Regions from separate parts of the Mus musculus genome. Here all the other regions are linked to region 4. A link is a contact called in public HiChIP or PLAC-seq data. All regions are on one chromosome and are shown on one strand. The core of a region is the stretch at or near the end of the contact, and the rest is flanking DNA. Distances in the headings are between cores, read along the strand shown. Region 1 holds the start of Smim38 (small integral membrane protein 38). Region 2 overlaps Ano1 (anoctamin 1, calcium activated chloride channel). Region 3 has its middle 35 kb from the start of Tpcn2. Region 4 holds the start of LTO1 (ABCE maturation factor). Region 5 has its middle 6.4 kb from the start of Gm45181.

The links. HiChIP or PLAC-seq counts read pairs in DNA pulled down with a chosen protein or histone mark.
Region 1: a contact with region 4 is called in an H3K4me3 HiChIP or PLAC-seq map of bone marrow-derived macrophages, with 7 times the contacts expected there. The contact joins the promoter of Smim38 here to the promoter of LTO1 in region 4. A contact is called at or near these places in 9 of 39 promoter capture datasets (the C10 cell line, the HPC-7 cell line, cranial neural crest and 6 more), 2 of 15 datasets of contacts at CTCF or cohesin (the NIH/3T3 cell line and embryonic stem cells), 5 of 484 Hi-C or Micro-C datasets (the AML12 cell line, bone marrow-derived macrophages, embryonic fibroblasts and 2 more), 27 of 115 datasets of contacts at active chromatin or transcription factors (the 230-238 cell line, the SCID.adh cell line, acute myeloid leukemia and 17 more) and 3 of 9 other capture datasets (adipose tissue, liver and pancreatic islet).
Region 2: an H3K4me3 HiChIP or PLAC-seq map of embryonic stem cells shows a contact between it and region 4, with 11 read pairs. The contact joins the enhancer-like site here to the promoter of LTO1 in region 4. A contact is called at or near these places in 14 of 39 promoter capture datasets (the 3T3-L1 cell line, 3T3-L1-derived adipocytes, the HPC-7 cell line and 10 more) and 5 of 115 datasets of contacts at active chromatin or transcription factors (embryonic stem cells and pancreatic cancer cells).
Region 3: a contact with region 4 is called in an H3K27ac HiChIP or PLAC-seq map of the HPC-7 cell line, with 9 times the contacts expected there. The contact joins the enhancer-like site here to the promoter of LTO1 in region 4. A contact is called at or near these places in 21 of 39 promoter capture datasets (the 3T3-L1 cell line, the C10 cell line, the HPC-7 cell line and 14 more), 6 of 15 datasets of contacts at CTCF or cohesin (the NIH/3T3 cell line, embryonic stem cells and large pre-B cells), 38 of 484 Hi-C or Micro-C datasets (the 63-12 cell line, the AML12 cell line, B-cell progenitors and 25 more), 48 of 115 datasets of contacts at active chromatin or transcription factors (the 230-238 cell line, the 3134 cell line, the HPC-7 cell line and 34 more) and 4 of 9 other capture datasets (adipose tissue, liver, macrophages and 1 more).
Region 5: an H3K4me3 HiChIP or PLAC-seq map of embryonic stem cells shows a contact between it and region 4, with 23 read pairs. The contact joins the enhancer-like site here to the promoter of LTO1 in region 4. A contact is called at or near these places in 3 of 39 promoter capture datasets (the HPC-7 cell line and embryonic stem cells), 1 of 484 Hi-C or Micro-C datasets (bone marrow-derived macrophages), 12 of 115 datasets of contacts at active chromatin or transcription factors (the 230-238 cell line, acute myeloid leukemia, bone marrow-derived macrophages and 7 more) and 3 of 9 other capture datasets (adipose tissue, liver and pancreatic islet).

What each region holds. Positions count from the first base shown.
Region 1 is chr7:145,206,685-145,209,384 of GRCm38.p6, forward strand. It overlaps Smim38 (small integral membrane protein 38), which reads right to left and starts at 1,435. Exons shown (of 3, transcript NM_001369202.1): 1 at 1,342-1,435; 2 at 245-321. It also overlaps a transcript of Tpcn2 not described here. RefSeq lists an enhancer at 1-1,012.
Region 2 is chr7:144,627,236-144,629,935 of GRCm38.p6, forward strand. All of the region lies in intron 12 of Ano1 (anoctamin 1, calcium activated chloride channel), which reads right to left. Among named protein-coding and RNA genes, the nearest start is that of Fadd, 46 kb to the left of the region's middle. Within about 2 kb of position 1,311, at least 45 of the 459 cell types and tissues checked have an H3K27ac peak or open chromatin away from gene starts, as enhancers often do. A contact at or near this core is called in embryonic stem cells and stem cell-derived epiblast-like cells, where this site is marked.
Region 3 is chr7:145,247,689-145,250,388 of GRCm38.p6, forward strand. It overlaps a transcript of Tpcn2 not described here. Among named protein-coding and RNA genes, the nearest start is that of Tpcn2, 35 kb to the right of the region's middle. Within about 2 kb of position 1,398, at least 6 of the 459 cell types and tissues checked have an H3K27ac peak or open chromatin away from gene starts, as enhancers often do. A contact at or near this core is called in the HPC-7 cell line and cerebellum, where this site is marked.
Region 4 is chr7:144,913,705-144,916,404 of GRCm38.p6, forward strand. LTO1 (ABCE maturation factor) reads left to right here and starts at 1,396. Exons shown (of 4, transcript NM_001357869.1): 1 at 1,396-1,625. The coding sequence starts at 1,534. It overlaps Bc1 (brain cytoplasmic RNA 1), which reads left to right and starts at 766. Exons shown (of 1, transcript NR_038088.1): 1 at 766-919.
Region 5 is chr7:145,172,015-145,174,714 of GRCm38.p6, forward strand. No RefSeq gene overlaps it. Among named protein-coding and RNA genes, the nearest start is that of Gm45181, 6.4 kb to the left of the region's middle. Within about 2 kb of position 1,252, at least 33 of the 459 cell types and tissues checked have an H3K27ac peak or open chromatin away from gene starts, as enhancers often do. A contact at or near this core is called in embryonic stem cells, where this site is marked.

The DNA of each region.
Region 1 (2,700 bases), core at 185-2,684, 290 kb after region 4:
CTGAGTCCCTAAGGCTGCCCCAGCCTGTAGTAGCATGGGGGTAGTCAACACAGACCGCCCCAGAAAGGGTCTGGAACCTGGAGGAGTGGGTTTAATCTCCCTCTCACAACCCCGGGAGGGCAACCTCTAGAGATGGGCTGAGCACCACCTACCCCAGCTCCATAGGAGGTTTATGGGAAGGAACCCCTATAACCCACTTCCAGCTTCCCACGCAGGGCTGTTGGCTGATTAGCCTGGGACTCACTGAGTGTCGGTGAGGAAGATGCTCACTTCCTTAGACCTCAGGTTCCTCTCTGGGAAATGAGGTCAGAGCCCCCTGCTCTGAAAGACAAAGAGAGAATACTTAAATAGGCCCAGCACCCTTAGAGCAGCCGCTCTGAGGACACACCTCCAGAATTTTCCAGAAAAACAGCATCTGTCTGCCAGTTACATGTGCTCATACATACACGTGTGACCACACGCATGTGAGGACTCTGTCCCCCTGTGTGAGCTACTCTGGCCCGGACCCTGTCCCCAGTCTGGCCCCTCACAGCTGAGGTCTCCTTAGATGAAGAAAAAACTGGCTTGCTCTCCCCTACTTCTAATGCCAACCCTGTGTCCCACTAAGCAGGACCTCACCTGCAGCCAGGGGCACTGGGAGAAGTAAGAATACTTGGCCACAGGGTCCTTCCTGGACTTTCAGCCCAAGTTGTCTCACCCGGAAGCAGTCCAACAAGCCATGAGACATGCAAGGGGGCCTTCCACGTGGAGAATTGTAGCCTATCACTGGTCGCCTCTCTCTATTTCTGAACTCTTTCCTTCATGGCATTAAGAGTATTCACCCTGTATAGCCTTTCTAGAAGATTTCAAATAACGACAAACACAAAGGACTGGCAGGCAGCACATCATAGAATGGGAAGTGGAGATTTTGAGAATGGTGCCAATTTGAGGATTCCACAACACTAACGCCAAGTGTGCCAGAGGTATGTAAGTTCCCTGTGTCCACCCTCCGCCTCTCACGCTGCAGTTGGTACATCCCTGGGACTGACCGAGGTTGTCTCCCACTCTGCAGTGCCAGGCCACCCAGTCCAGCACTCAGGACAACATTCTTGAAACATTCCTGGGTTTGCTTTTCTAACGCTCCAAATGTAAGTGAGGATCTAGAAATTAGGAGCCAGGCCTAACCAGAAATTACACCAAACATTTCCTCCTCAGGGGTTTCTGGAATGTCTCAGACAGAAGGCTTTGCTCACTTACCAAAGGAACCCAAGTGAATCTGGGGTGAGAGTCCCCCAATGGATGCCACCATGCTCTTGGGAAGGGAAGAAGCCAAGGGCTTACCTTAGCCAGCATTTCACTCACCTGAGAGGCCACATCTCCGGGTGAGGCTTTCTTGGAAGCCGAAGCTGTCTGACTTGAGCATGGCCACCAGCTCGGGCCTATTACTGGTGGAGCCAAGGTGGCCTTGAACAAAGCTCTGTGTTTATCAAGCACACCATCAGATAGGGAAAGTCAATATTGTCCCAGGTCACATGGCATCAAGACACAGGAGACTCTGGGGTCAAGGAGGCCTGACCCTTCCTGCTCATATGCCTCTGGGAGTCAGCAAGCATAAAGTCTGCCGTGTGTCCTTCAGGGAAGCAAGTGTTGGCCCTCCTAGCTGCTCCTAGCAGAGGAGGTCAGTGGGATGCTGGAGGATGAAGTCAGGGAGGATGGAGAAAGCATAGGAAGAAGCAAGACACAGATGGAGACAGTAAAGACACAGCTTCTCTGCCTGGAGGACACCAGGGTGCTCTCCACTGTGGTAAAAGGGACTCTCTGAGTCACCCACAACTGATGATGAGCATGGTCTGTGCTCTTCCTGGTCCACTAGGGTCTCGCCAGCCTCGGTATTGGGACCACAGGAACTGTCCCCTGGGCAAATTTTTACCAAACCTTGACCATACAATAGATGGGCTCTTGGTCCCCTGGACTAACTCAAGGGTACACAGCCACCAGACATCCCCAAATTGGGTGGAGAAGGCCAAAAGTCAACCCTCTTTTTATGGCTTCCTCCATCCCCACCTTCCTGTTTCCTAGATTTCTCACCGACCTCTTGGACCACCACATCCAGAATCACCTGCTATTGGACACAGCTCAAAGCAACATGAAAGACCCAGAGATAAGTAGTGTTTGCTATGGTATTCAGAGTTCAGTCATGAAGGCTCTTGTCCCTTGTCACAGAGAACAGATCAGGGGACTCTGGCTATCTTCAAGGCTTGAAGAATCCACAGTGACTTCCTACACCTACATGTTCAAGCATTGAAGTGACAGGGACAGGTCCTTGCTCACTGTTCCCTGATATTTGCCAGGTATAAGTCCAGTCACTAGTGAGGCCAGTGGAAGGCTGGTGTGAAAAGCAGAGGGGGTTCCAGCTCCTGCCAACTGTGGCAGTGAGCTTGTGATCTTTCTGACTCCATGTCCCCAGAGCTGGGATCATAAGAGTGTGTCACTATACTTGGCTTTTTTGCACAGGTTCTAAGGATAAAACTTGAGTCCTTACTCTTGTGTTGCCAGCTCTTTACCAACCAACCAATCAACCAAACTGTCTCCCCAGCCCAGTGCTCACTTCCTTTATATCCTGGCCCCTACAGCCTCTGAAGTCTCCCATGTCTATATCATGACTCTCACATGTCCCCTGGTTTCATGTGGTCCGAGGCCTCCAGGGCAGGTTAAAGGAAA
Region 2 (2,700 bases), core at 61-2,560, 290 kb before region 4:
ATGATGGTATGTGCCATACCATGTGTGCATTAGTTCCCTGATAGACTTCTGTTCATGTAAATCCTGCATTTTTATGCTGTGGTCCCAACTTTCAAAGAGATGGTGTGGGAGGTGGTGCCACTGGGACCCTTGAGGGTAGAATAAGGAGCCCTTATTGAAGGGTTCCCTATTGTGTGAGGACATGGCCAGAGAGGGCACCAACACCCCAGGATCTGCTGCCCCCACAGGATCTGAATCTGGGATGTCTGGCCTTCAGGCCATGCAAAGAAATGGGGTATGCTCCCTGGATCGCTGCCTGTGATACCATTATTCCCATCAGGAGAGATGCTTGCTCGGTCAGGGCTCAGAGCTGGGTTTCCAGGGAGTTCCAGGGCCTGGGACTCCCCACTGCCTAACCTTCAGTGCAGACAATGGCATCCCTGCATTTTGATGTGGGTCACTGAGACCCAATCTACTCGCTACAGAAGTTCAGCTCACGACCCACCACTGGCCTTTTGATACCAGCCAACAGCTGCATTGTAACTTTCTCCACATCCCCTTCCAGCTTGAGGTGGTGGGGCCCAGTCTGGGACACCACCATCAAATCTCAGGCTCTAATCTGACATGTCATTCAGAAGTCCCTCCAGACCCTGCCACTGGGCAGAAAGCACCATCCTTTGTTCTGCATGAAACTGACAGACGACTGAGACCTGTGATTATTCTATAATGTCGGAAAATTGATGGTGGCAAATAGCTAAATGGGCTCAAAGTTGCTCAACGTGACATTTCATTACGAGCTTTAAGATGTCAGACATGGCAGGCAGGAGCCGTCGGAAGCCAGGATTGCTGAGCCCACGCTAGTGAGGCAAAGATTAAAGAGCATTTTTAAAGATTAAAACAGCAGTTCTGGGGGGACACTGAGCCCCACTCCTCATTGCAGCCAGCGGGGGAACAGTACCGCAGGCCTGCCATTGTGCAGAGCTGGGAACAGCTGGAGTGCAGGAAAAGAGCTCAATGGAAGGAGGGATTTGGGGAGAACTAATCCTTCCGAGGGTAATGAAAGGGTAATTGATGAGGGATTTGAGATCTCCGCTAAAGGCCCTTGACAGCTCACAGTGCAAAGGACCCAGGATGGCTTTTCCTGCTTACTTTACTACTTCCCGCAGCTCTCTCCTGTGGGCCCCTTCTTGTTTCTTTCCTTTGGACATAAGCTTCCTTTCTCTGATGCAAGGCCTCTTTCTCTCAAATGGGTGGGCGTGGAGCCAGCCAGTACTTGCTTCTCTACTTGATGGACAGGCACACAATGGAGACATGCTGGTGAGACCCCAGTCTCAGAAGAATGAAAGCTTCTAGCTGCTCTTCCTCAGGCCTGGCAGTGCTTTGAAGGTGCAGAGTAATGGGGTCTCAGAGAGAGGCCGCTGACAAACTCCCACCATCCTGGCTGGAGCAAAGAAATTCTGAAGAGACTCCTGGGCCCCTCCCTTCTGCCATCAGACTGTTCAAACAATGGAACTCAAGGAATTGGAATTTTCCCAGGAGTCTCATGCTGAGGAAGAGAAAAGCTGAAGCCTGGTGCCAGACAGAGGGGAGCTTGTCTCCCCAAGAGACCTCACACAGGTCTGAGAACTTGTCAGACCACCTTGCAGGAGAGACTGGAACTGAGACAGTGATGGGTCAGTGATGGGCAGGACCACACCCTGACCAGGACTCTTAGCTCTGCACTCCTCCTGCCCTCTGTTTAAACCTAAGCCTCGAGTCCTGACCCTAAAGACAGACTTGGGAGTCACTGGTGAACTCTTTGACCCTCATCCCAGTGTGGCTGCATTGAATGGCTCTCCTCTCTGATTTACACTGTTATTTATCCGTGTAATTGATCAATTGATGGTGGCTGAGCCAGGCTCAGGGTTACCTGGGCCCAGGCTGACTCTGACAGCACTTGGAAAAGTAGATGTTCAATGTTCAATAACAACTGGCTCATTCCTGCACCATCACACACAGGCATTTCATGAGAAGCCTCCCATTCCCAGCCTGAGAGCCATGCTGGGCAACCCCTTCCTGTGTGCCCTCACCACTGCTTAGGGCACACATCTGCTTTCCCAGGAAGGCACCTTGCAGGGGCTAGGAGAGCATTTGAATGTCAAGGTATGAACAGAGAGGAAAATGGGCAAATGGCCCCTGTCCCCAGAGAACAGGCATGAGTGTTCTTAGAGGTAGGCAGTCAGGCAGACAGGCAGGCAAGCAGGCTGGAGAGCTGCCCTCTGTTTCAACCTGTGTGATGTCTGGCAAACCACTTAACCTTTCTGTGTTTCAGATCCCTCATTAGAGAATATACCCAAGATGTCTGCAGGTACAGGGCAGCCCACCAACCTTGTTCAGCACACAGATTTAGGGTCTTGGGTGACAACACAGTAGGTCAGACACGGTATCTCTCTAAACTGCACATCAGCCCTAGAAGTTGCTCTTTGGCAAGCTCCCTGAAGGATTCTGAAATGGCAAGTCCTACCCTCACTGGGAGGAAAATGGGCAAATGGCCCTTGTCCCCAGAGAACAGGCATGAGTGTTCTTTCTAGTCATCTTCATTAGGGTGACACCAAAACATGGCAGGTGAGTGCATACACACATATGCACACACACATGTATGCATGCACACACATGTACACACACACATGCACATGTGCATGTGCACGTGCACACAACATACAGACACACACACTCAAGCAT
Region 3 (2,700 bases), core at 148-2,647, 330 kb after region 4:
TAGGTCTGGGGACAGACAGGCACTACATCAGTGTCTGATCAGGCATGGGGAGAAGCCCAAGGTCCCAAAGGCAGCTTGTCAACACCTGCCATCTTCATCCCCTGGGAAGCAAGGCCTCTGCCCCAAACTATCTCTCACAAATGCAGGTGCCCTGAGAGGTAAGGGTTTCCAGGAGGTGCAGAGGAGAAGGGCAACAGCTTCAGGTCCTGCCAAGAGCCTTGCAGAGCTGGGGTAATCACTTAGACAGTGCAGTACTTGCTGGTAAGCTTGAGGACTTGAGTCCAACCCCAGAATCCATGTTAAAATAAGGAATGACAAGCTCATGCTTGCCCCAGCACAGGGAAAGGAAAGCCTGCTGGTGAGTTCCAGGCTAGTGGGAGACCCTATCTCACAAACAAGGTAGATGGCTCCTGAGGAGTAGACATCTGAGGTTATTCTCTGGCCTCCACATGCGTGTACACACATACATATGTACGCACATGTGCTCATACATGTGAAGCACACACACACACACACACACACTATTACAGTGCTCATTATCAAGACAACAGAGTCCTATTCTTTTAGTAATCACAAATGGCTGGAGTTCACGCTGATCATGTGCATGAAGCCCTGGATTTAATCTCAAGCACTAGATATGATTTTTTTAAAATGGCGTAATGGGATTAAACATTGATGCCTCACAAAGAGCTGAGGCCCTTAGGGGCAGGCTGACAACCATCATGAGCCAACATGCTTGTCACCAGGGGAAAGGGGAGCCTTTTGCATCCTGCAGTCAGCCTGAGTTTGGTGAGACCACCACGGATTAACCCTAACAAATGCCCAGGGCTCACCCCATCTAGGCCACACAGCATCCGCAGCCGCAGCCGCAGCAGTCCCTCTTCTCTCTGGCTTCAGTTTCCCTACCTGAAAAACAGTGGTTTTGGTTTCTCAGGGGTCTCCAAAATGAAGGATGCTCTAGGCCTGAGGAAACTATTGGTCAAGAATTGCCATCCCTAAGTGCAAGAGGTGCCTCCCTCAACCCGGTCCAAGACTGGCCCTTGTTCTCTTCCGTGGCAAGCAGAACTCATGCAAGACCACCAGGCAGAGTGGGGTCTCCCCTGCAGCAGAGCCCATCAGCCTGGCCGGTCCTGGGCTCTAAGTACAACAGATGGTCGCTAATGGCTCCCAGCCCTGGGTAGGGAGTAAGGAGACAGTGGACCCCAGAAGAAGGTTTAGCCACTCCAGAGCCTTTTCACCCACCCCTATCCAGTCTCTTGGCGCCCCTCCCCCACCATCAGGGAAGCTAACAGTCTACTAGTTACCAAAGCCTTGAAACCTGGGAGCTGCCCTGCAGGAAGTCCCTGGTCTAGGTTGGGCTTCTCACTATCTACCACTTCCTCCAGAAGAGGGATAGACAGGAGACATGGTCTGCATATCTAAGACCAAGGCAGGAAGCGAGTGGGCCCAGACCTTGACCACCTCATGCATGCAGCTTCAGATGGTGGCTTAGCTGTGGGATTCAAGTTCTGCCCAGCAGCTCTTAGGAGTCCTTCTCTGCCCCTGCACATGGCTCTCTGCCCCTGCACATGACATGCTCCAACCAGGTTCTTCATGGAGAAGAGGGTTTCCTGCTAGAACCCCGCTGGCCAAGTATCCCATCCCAACTCCATGGAGATGGGGCGACAACAGCACCAGGGTACTGCTCTTCCCTGAATCCACCCAAGGGGACCATTTGTGTCACCTGAGCTGTGGGGAAGCGCCTGAGTTAACTGTGCTCCTCCAGGGCTGCTTTTGAGAATAAAAGCAACCACAACTGTGGACGTTCCTCCTGTTGACTAAAAACAAGGAAAGGCAAAGAGGGGGAAGGAGGGGGCCCAGTTCAGCTCTAGGAACAGCCCCTCATCTACCCTCACAATCAGAAGCTTTGAGACAGGGCCCAGAACTATGTCCATAGAGTCCTCCTGGTAAGTGCCAGGCCTTGAACTCCGGGTTCAGTGAGGTAGTGTTCTTCACCTGTCCACCATAGAAGCTGTGGCGATGCATCCCTCAGCTGTGGCGAAAAGAAGAGTCCACAGCTGTGAGTGTGGTTCTGTTGGTGGTGTGTTTGTCTAGTGTGCATGATGCCTGGATTTGGTCCGAGCACTACACGAGCTGGGCCTGGTGGCACAGGATTGCAATACCAACGTTAGGGAGGCAAAAGACGAAAGGCCGGAAGTTCAAGGTCACCCTCAGAAAAAGGGTGAGTACAAGACCAGCCCCGGGTTATGTGAGAACCCCCACCTCCCATTAAAGGCCAAAGGATCAGGGCCAAGGAGGCAGGGAGGAAGGCCTGGCTCACCTAGAGACAGGTGCTGCTGGGGCCCCAGTCCCTGCCTGGATTAGCCAACTGCTGTAGGGCAGGAGGCAGCCAGGTGCCCCACAGGTGTGTGCCGCACTCCTGCCTGGTGAGGCTCTGACTGAATGACCCAGAAGAAAAGCCCAGACCCCCAAAGTGTGATTAGAGGGCAGGGTGATGCCCGCCTGCTGCCCCCAGCTTCTGCTGGCCACTTTGATGTGAGGCGCGTCACCCGAGCCCCACGCCTCCTCTAACGTTTAAGAGCAGTGGTGTGCCCAGGCCCCACGGGCTTTCTTTCTGAAGCAAGGTGCTGTTCTAACCTGTGAATAAAAACCACCAATTATCTCCAAGGCTGGAAACTTAATCTGGGCTGCATTAGGGAC
Region 4 (2,700 bases), core at 146-2,645:
GAAATCTGCCTGCCTCTGCCTCCGAAGTGCTGGGATTAAAAGAAGACCTTTGCCACCGCACCTGGCCTCCTTTTTCTTTTTGTGGTTAACTTTTTACTTGGTGTAGACTCTTCTGATGAGCAGTGTGAGCAGCGTGAGCAGAGTGTGAGGGACTCACTTTATTTTCCTGAGAAACCATACTTGCCTGTCATGGCGAGTGCTCACTGCTCTATCCTTCCTGAAGTTTGTGATTTTATTTTTATCACGGAAGTTTTACTCCTAGGAGACATTCTAGGCTGTTCTCCAGGCTTATCTCTTCTTCAGTCAACATGCCATCATGTTCATCACCAGACTCAAACTTCTCTCTTCTGTCTGACACAGTAGTTCTCATTTTCAAAAAGCATTTTGTTATAGTTAAGGATTCATTTGCACAGATGAAATTCAGTTCAAGTGGCGTGTTTACTTATTCAGCCCTCCATCAATTACAGTGTTGTATCTCTGGTCTCTTTTATACAGGAGCTGATTAACTTGTTAGCAATTGTTGCCTAAGGAACTTACTGTACTGTGGAATACTCTTTAAAACTATACTTTGGAAGGTATCTCTGATGGAAATGATGAGAAAACTAACTTCAATTTCTGCTGTTTGAAGAGTGGGTGCCTGTGAGATTGGAGCGCTTGGACAAAGTGGCTCCTCCTGCCGGCCAGCCCTTCGGAACCACCTGATACTTGACTGTGTATGAAATACTTCAGTTTTGCTTTAAATACTGGCAGCAAGTGCTAGCGTTCGGGGTTGGGGATTTAGCTCAGTGGTAGAGCGCTTGCCTAGCAAGCGCAAGGCCCTGGGTTCGGTCCTCAGCTCTGGAAAAAAAAAAAAAAAAAAAAAAAGACAAAATAACAAAAAGACCAAAAAAAAACAAGGTAACTGGCACACACAACCTTTTTCATTTTCAAAGACCCCCCCCCAAGGGCATTTTCATGTCTGGGGGCAATATTTATTATCTGCCCTTTAGGATATCGCAGTATCAAATCGTTTCCAGCCCTCAGGGAGGGTCCGGTGCAGTGTACAGATGCGGTGATTGACAGTCCGGTGACAGCAGAGGATGCCGGATACTCCTCCCTCCTTGAAGCCTGCCCCTTGGGCCCTTCCTCCATTTCCTGGGAACGCCCCTGTGCCAGATCTTTGGTAACTTTTCTCATTTCTTTAAGACCCACGTTTGTGAATTCGGTCCCATCTGTTTGGATTTTGAAAATAAAAGCAGGGTTCGTCTGGACACCGCGAGCGACCCAGACGACGTGCCCCAAGCGACCTGACCCGCCCCACCCACCACGGAGCGAGCGGTACCAAGGAGGAGGAGCAAGGCTTCCCTCGGGCTAGCCCCGCCCATGTAGCATCTACCCATGCGCAGTGGGATGGGCTTTTTTTTTTTTTTTGGCTTCTTTAGCTTGCCGTCCTTACCCGCCCTGCTCCGCGCGGCATACACGGAAGTGTCTTCTTCATTCTGACAATCCGGGCGTTTGTGATCGCGTCTCGCCAGTTGGCGATTACTACACAGAATGAAAGGAATGCGAGGGCCGGGGGAGAGCCGAGACACCGCCATGGCCGTGGAGCAGGACATATTTGACGCCGTCGTGATGGCGGATGAGAGGTGGGCAGAGAGACCCGGCTCCGCCCCGCCCCGGCAGCTGCTGGGCAGTCCTCGGGGATACCCGCCTTCGCCATCTGCGAGCTGCCACTTTTTCTTGTCCTTTAATTGCCGCACATACGGCGGTATTCATGGGTCTGCTGATGGATATGTCGGGCAGGCCCCTTTGGATCCTGAAAAGTCCCCAGGGAACGCCTGGGCGGGACGGTGGCCCAGGTCATCTTGGCCTCTCCAGGCTGGCTGCTCATTGTGGGTTGGGTACCTCCCCGGGTGACTGCTCAGGCTCGGTTTAGGGAGTCGGGTCCTGGCAGATGCCCACGCCCCCAAATGGGGAGCTGTTCACTGCCTCACATGGGGGCTTCCAGAACATTCCTTCAACAGCGCCGGCAGCAATTTATTGCCAGTTTGAGGGTTGAACTCTTAGACACAATAATACCCACCTACCCAGAGCATCCCAGTGGTGGCATACTGTCTTGATCTTGGGGACATTTTCTGTACCTCTACAGAGGTGTGAGGAGTCCTGGGTGCTTGGAGTGTTTTAGAAACAAACAGGTTGAGTTATGATGGCATGTAGGCTCAGATGCACCTACCCTCACACCTACATTTTCAAAAGTAGATTCCTAGTGTGTTCCGAGCTTGCTTGAGTTTGTATCTTTACATTTTCCTTGTGGGTTCTGGTGCTCGGCTGGGTTTGGTAGTCATCTGTGTAGCCTACCTACAGTTACAGATGATAACCTGGCTTTCTAGGGGTTGGGGCTGTAGTTCAGTTAGTAGAGTGTTTGCCACAGAATGTAGCCCATATGTATCAGGGCTCCTCTTGGAGATGGTGGCACACACCTGTAATCTCAGCATTCAAGAGCTAGAGGCAGGGCTGCTTGAATTGGAGGCCAGCCTTGGCTGCACAGTGAGATACTGCCTCAAAAATGGGACTAATGGGCACAGTAATGGGCCAGGGTGTAGAAGAGCTAGACCTAGAAGCTGTATTCTGTGACTTGAGTTTTAAGCTTTTCCTACTACCCAGACTGCTGGGTCCAGTGGGATCTGGATAATACAAGGCAGGAAGAGGTATCTTGCCTGA
Region 5 (2,700 bases), core at 2-2,501, 260 kb after region 4:
TCCCACAGTCCTGCCTGCGGGGCCTCTGTGCAGCCTCAGGAGCTGGAGGAAAGAAGCTGGCTCCTTCAGTAGCACCCCAGAGCTCAGTCAAGCCTAGCGCTACAGGAGTGTCAATCAAGCATACACGAAGGCTGTATTCCTGGAAGGACCTGGAGAGGCCTCTCTCGGTCTCCTCTCAGGTTCCAGGGGAGTCACTCACACCCAGAATTCTCGTGGGTCCCTCAGATGGAGTGAACCTCACCTTGGAACTAGGTGCCTGCAGCCAAAGTCCCCGTCTGGTGGGCCTCTGAATTTGTCTCTCTCCTCTCCTCTGAGCCTCAGTTTCCTCATCTGTGAATGAGAGGCCTGGTACTGTCCTGCCTACCTCACAGAGATGGCAGATCAGTATGAGATGAAAAGCTAGGGCAGGCATTTTCCTCCCTGGGGGGCTCCAGCCCCAACAAGGGTCTTAGCCATGGCTACTCTCCATCCTCACCTGTCTGTGAGAACAGGCTTTGGCTAGCAGCCTGCCGCAGCCTCCTGGGTTCTATACCTCTAGCACACAGTCAGAGCTCCACAGGATCTAGTCTCATACAACTGCTACCTTTGTCCAGTATGCTTTGACCTCGGACTGATAGGTTTCTGAGGTTTCCATGGAAGCCCAGAGTTCCAGAAACTTGCCTCTTCCTTCCCCACTTCAGGAAGGCATCTGAGAGGAGGCCTAGGAGGAGGGCTTTCCCACATCCCAAGCTAAGGGTAGCACCTTGCTGCCTCTCATCTTAGCTTCAGTGCCAAAGTTGCCAGAACTTTCTGTGAGTCCTGCTCTAAAAAAAAAAAGAAAGAAAGAAAGAAAGAAAGAAAGAAAGAAAGAAAAGGATTCTTAATCATAAGGACCCCCCTGAGGGGGAGGGGCAAGAGGGAGAGAAGGAAGGAGAAAGTGGAAGAGAGAGGGAAGAAAGAGAAGGAGGGGGAAGGGAGGGAGGGAGGAAGGATTGATAGGAGGCAAGAAGTAAGGTAGAGGAAGAATGGAAAGAGGGAGGGAGGGAGGGAGGGAGGGAGGGAGGGAGGGAGGGAGGGAGGGAGGGAGGGAGGGAGGGAAGAAAAGGCAGCTGGGGCCCAGGGTGCAGGCAGGCCACCCTCATTGCGCACAGCCACGCCATGGAAGCTTTCTCCCAACACTCTGCCCTTGGCGAGTCTCTGCTGAGCAGACCGCCATCCACATCAGTATTCATGACATCTGTCTGCCTCTATGGCTCCCCAAGAGGAGCCTCCCCAGTACAGCCAGCCTCGCCCCTCTGCCGAGCTTTCTTTCCCCTTCAAAACAGATTGTAGGACAGATGACCGCATTGTTTGTCCCATTTCCATCTGAAAACTCCCCTCCGTGTTGGCCACTGGGCGCCCCTATTAAGGGCTAGGCAGTGCAGGGCCACGTGGGGTGGCCCTGCCCAGCCTCTGTCTCCTGCCCCCTGGGGCCTTTCCATCGGAAGAGGGAAAAGGGCCGGAGAGACAAAGGTGGGACATAAATTAAACCCCAGCTTTTTAAGTTCAAACCGAATTTTCTTTATTTTTTTTCCACAGCTGTCAGAGGAGCCGGTTAGAACTCCAGTAATGCATGTTTAATGTATTAAGAGAAAGGGAAGAAGAAAAGCCGGCGTCCACCCCGAATGTTATGTCCACAGACTTGCATCGGGGACATTAGTTCGGGCCAATGAACTCTGAGTCAAGTGTGGAGCCGTGGACAGGGGCCAGGGACCCCCGCCGGCGGCTGTCATATCTACTGAAAGCTCACGCATCATAACTGTGCCGCGGGACAGGATGGGGACAAACGTCTCACAGCCCCAGAGGCCGCCACCAAGCAGTCCCCCCCCTCAAGTCTGTTTGGAGCCAACCTGTTGCTGTCATGGTGCAGGCCAGACCCACCTCCCACCTGACCCCAGGCAAACATCAGCCCTCTTTAGCTCTTCCAGTGCCACCCTTCATTTTGGGGAATAGCCCCTCTCCCAGGCCTGAGAAAATAGGACTGAAGGTCAGGTTTGGAATGAAACTGCGTAAGCAAAGAACAGGAAAAGAACACTACAGCTGGAGGCTGGGACCCCTGTACCCCCGTGGTGTAGCCTAAAATGAGCAGAGAAGAGATGGGACCTCTGGCAAGTGGCATGGCACCTCCATGACAAATACATACTGTCATCGGTATCCTGAAGTACAGGCTTGGAGAACAGAAGAGAAAGGAGAACAACCTCTAGTTTGGGTAAAGGGGACATTCCAGGCCATCAGACCTCACCAAACCCGCAGCCCACTAAGCCCTACAGAAGAAACAAAGGTCTGATTAGAGGGAGCCTCCTCCCTCCACTGCGGATTCAGTACCACTCCTAGTGAGACAGGATTGCTCTCTGTAGCTATGAACTCCTGGCAATCCTTCTGACTCAGCCTCCTGAGTGCTGAGACAACAGGGGCATACTCCACATCCAGTTTCTGGTTTGTGCAGTACTAAAGATGAAACCCAGGTCCTCATGCACACTAGGCTCTCTACCACCTGAGTCACCGTCAGCACTAAGGCCACCATTGTTAATAGTCAGCCCCATGGGGACTCTGAGTCTTCATTTTCATGGGGCTGGGGTCCTGACTGGTTGCAGTCCAACTTGTTTTATTTATGTAAGTCATATGTGCCCCACTCCCTCAAATCCCTCCTCAAGACACCTTAGCAAATAGCTTGGGCTAGCA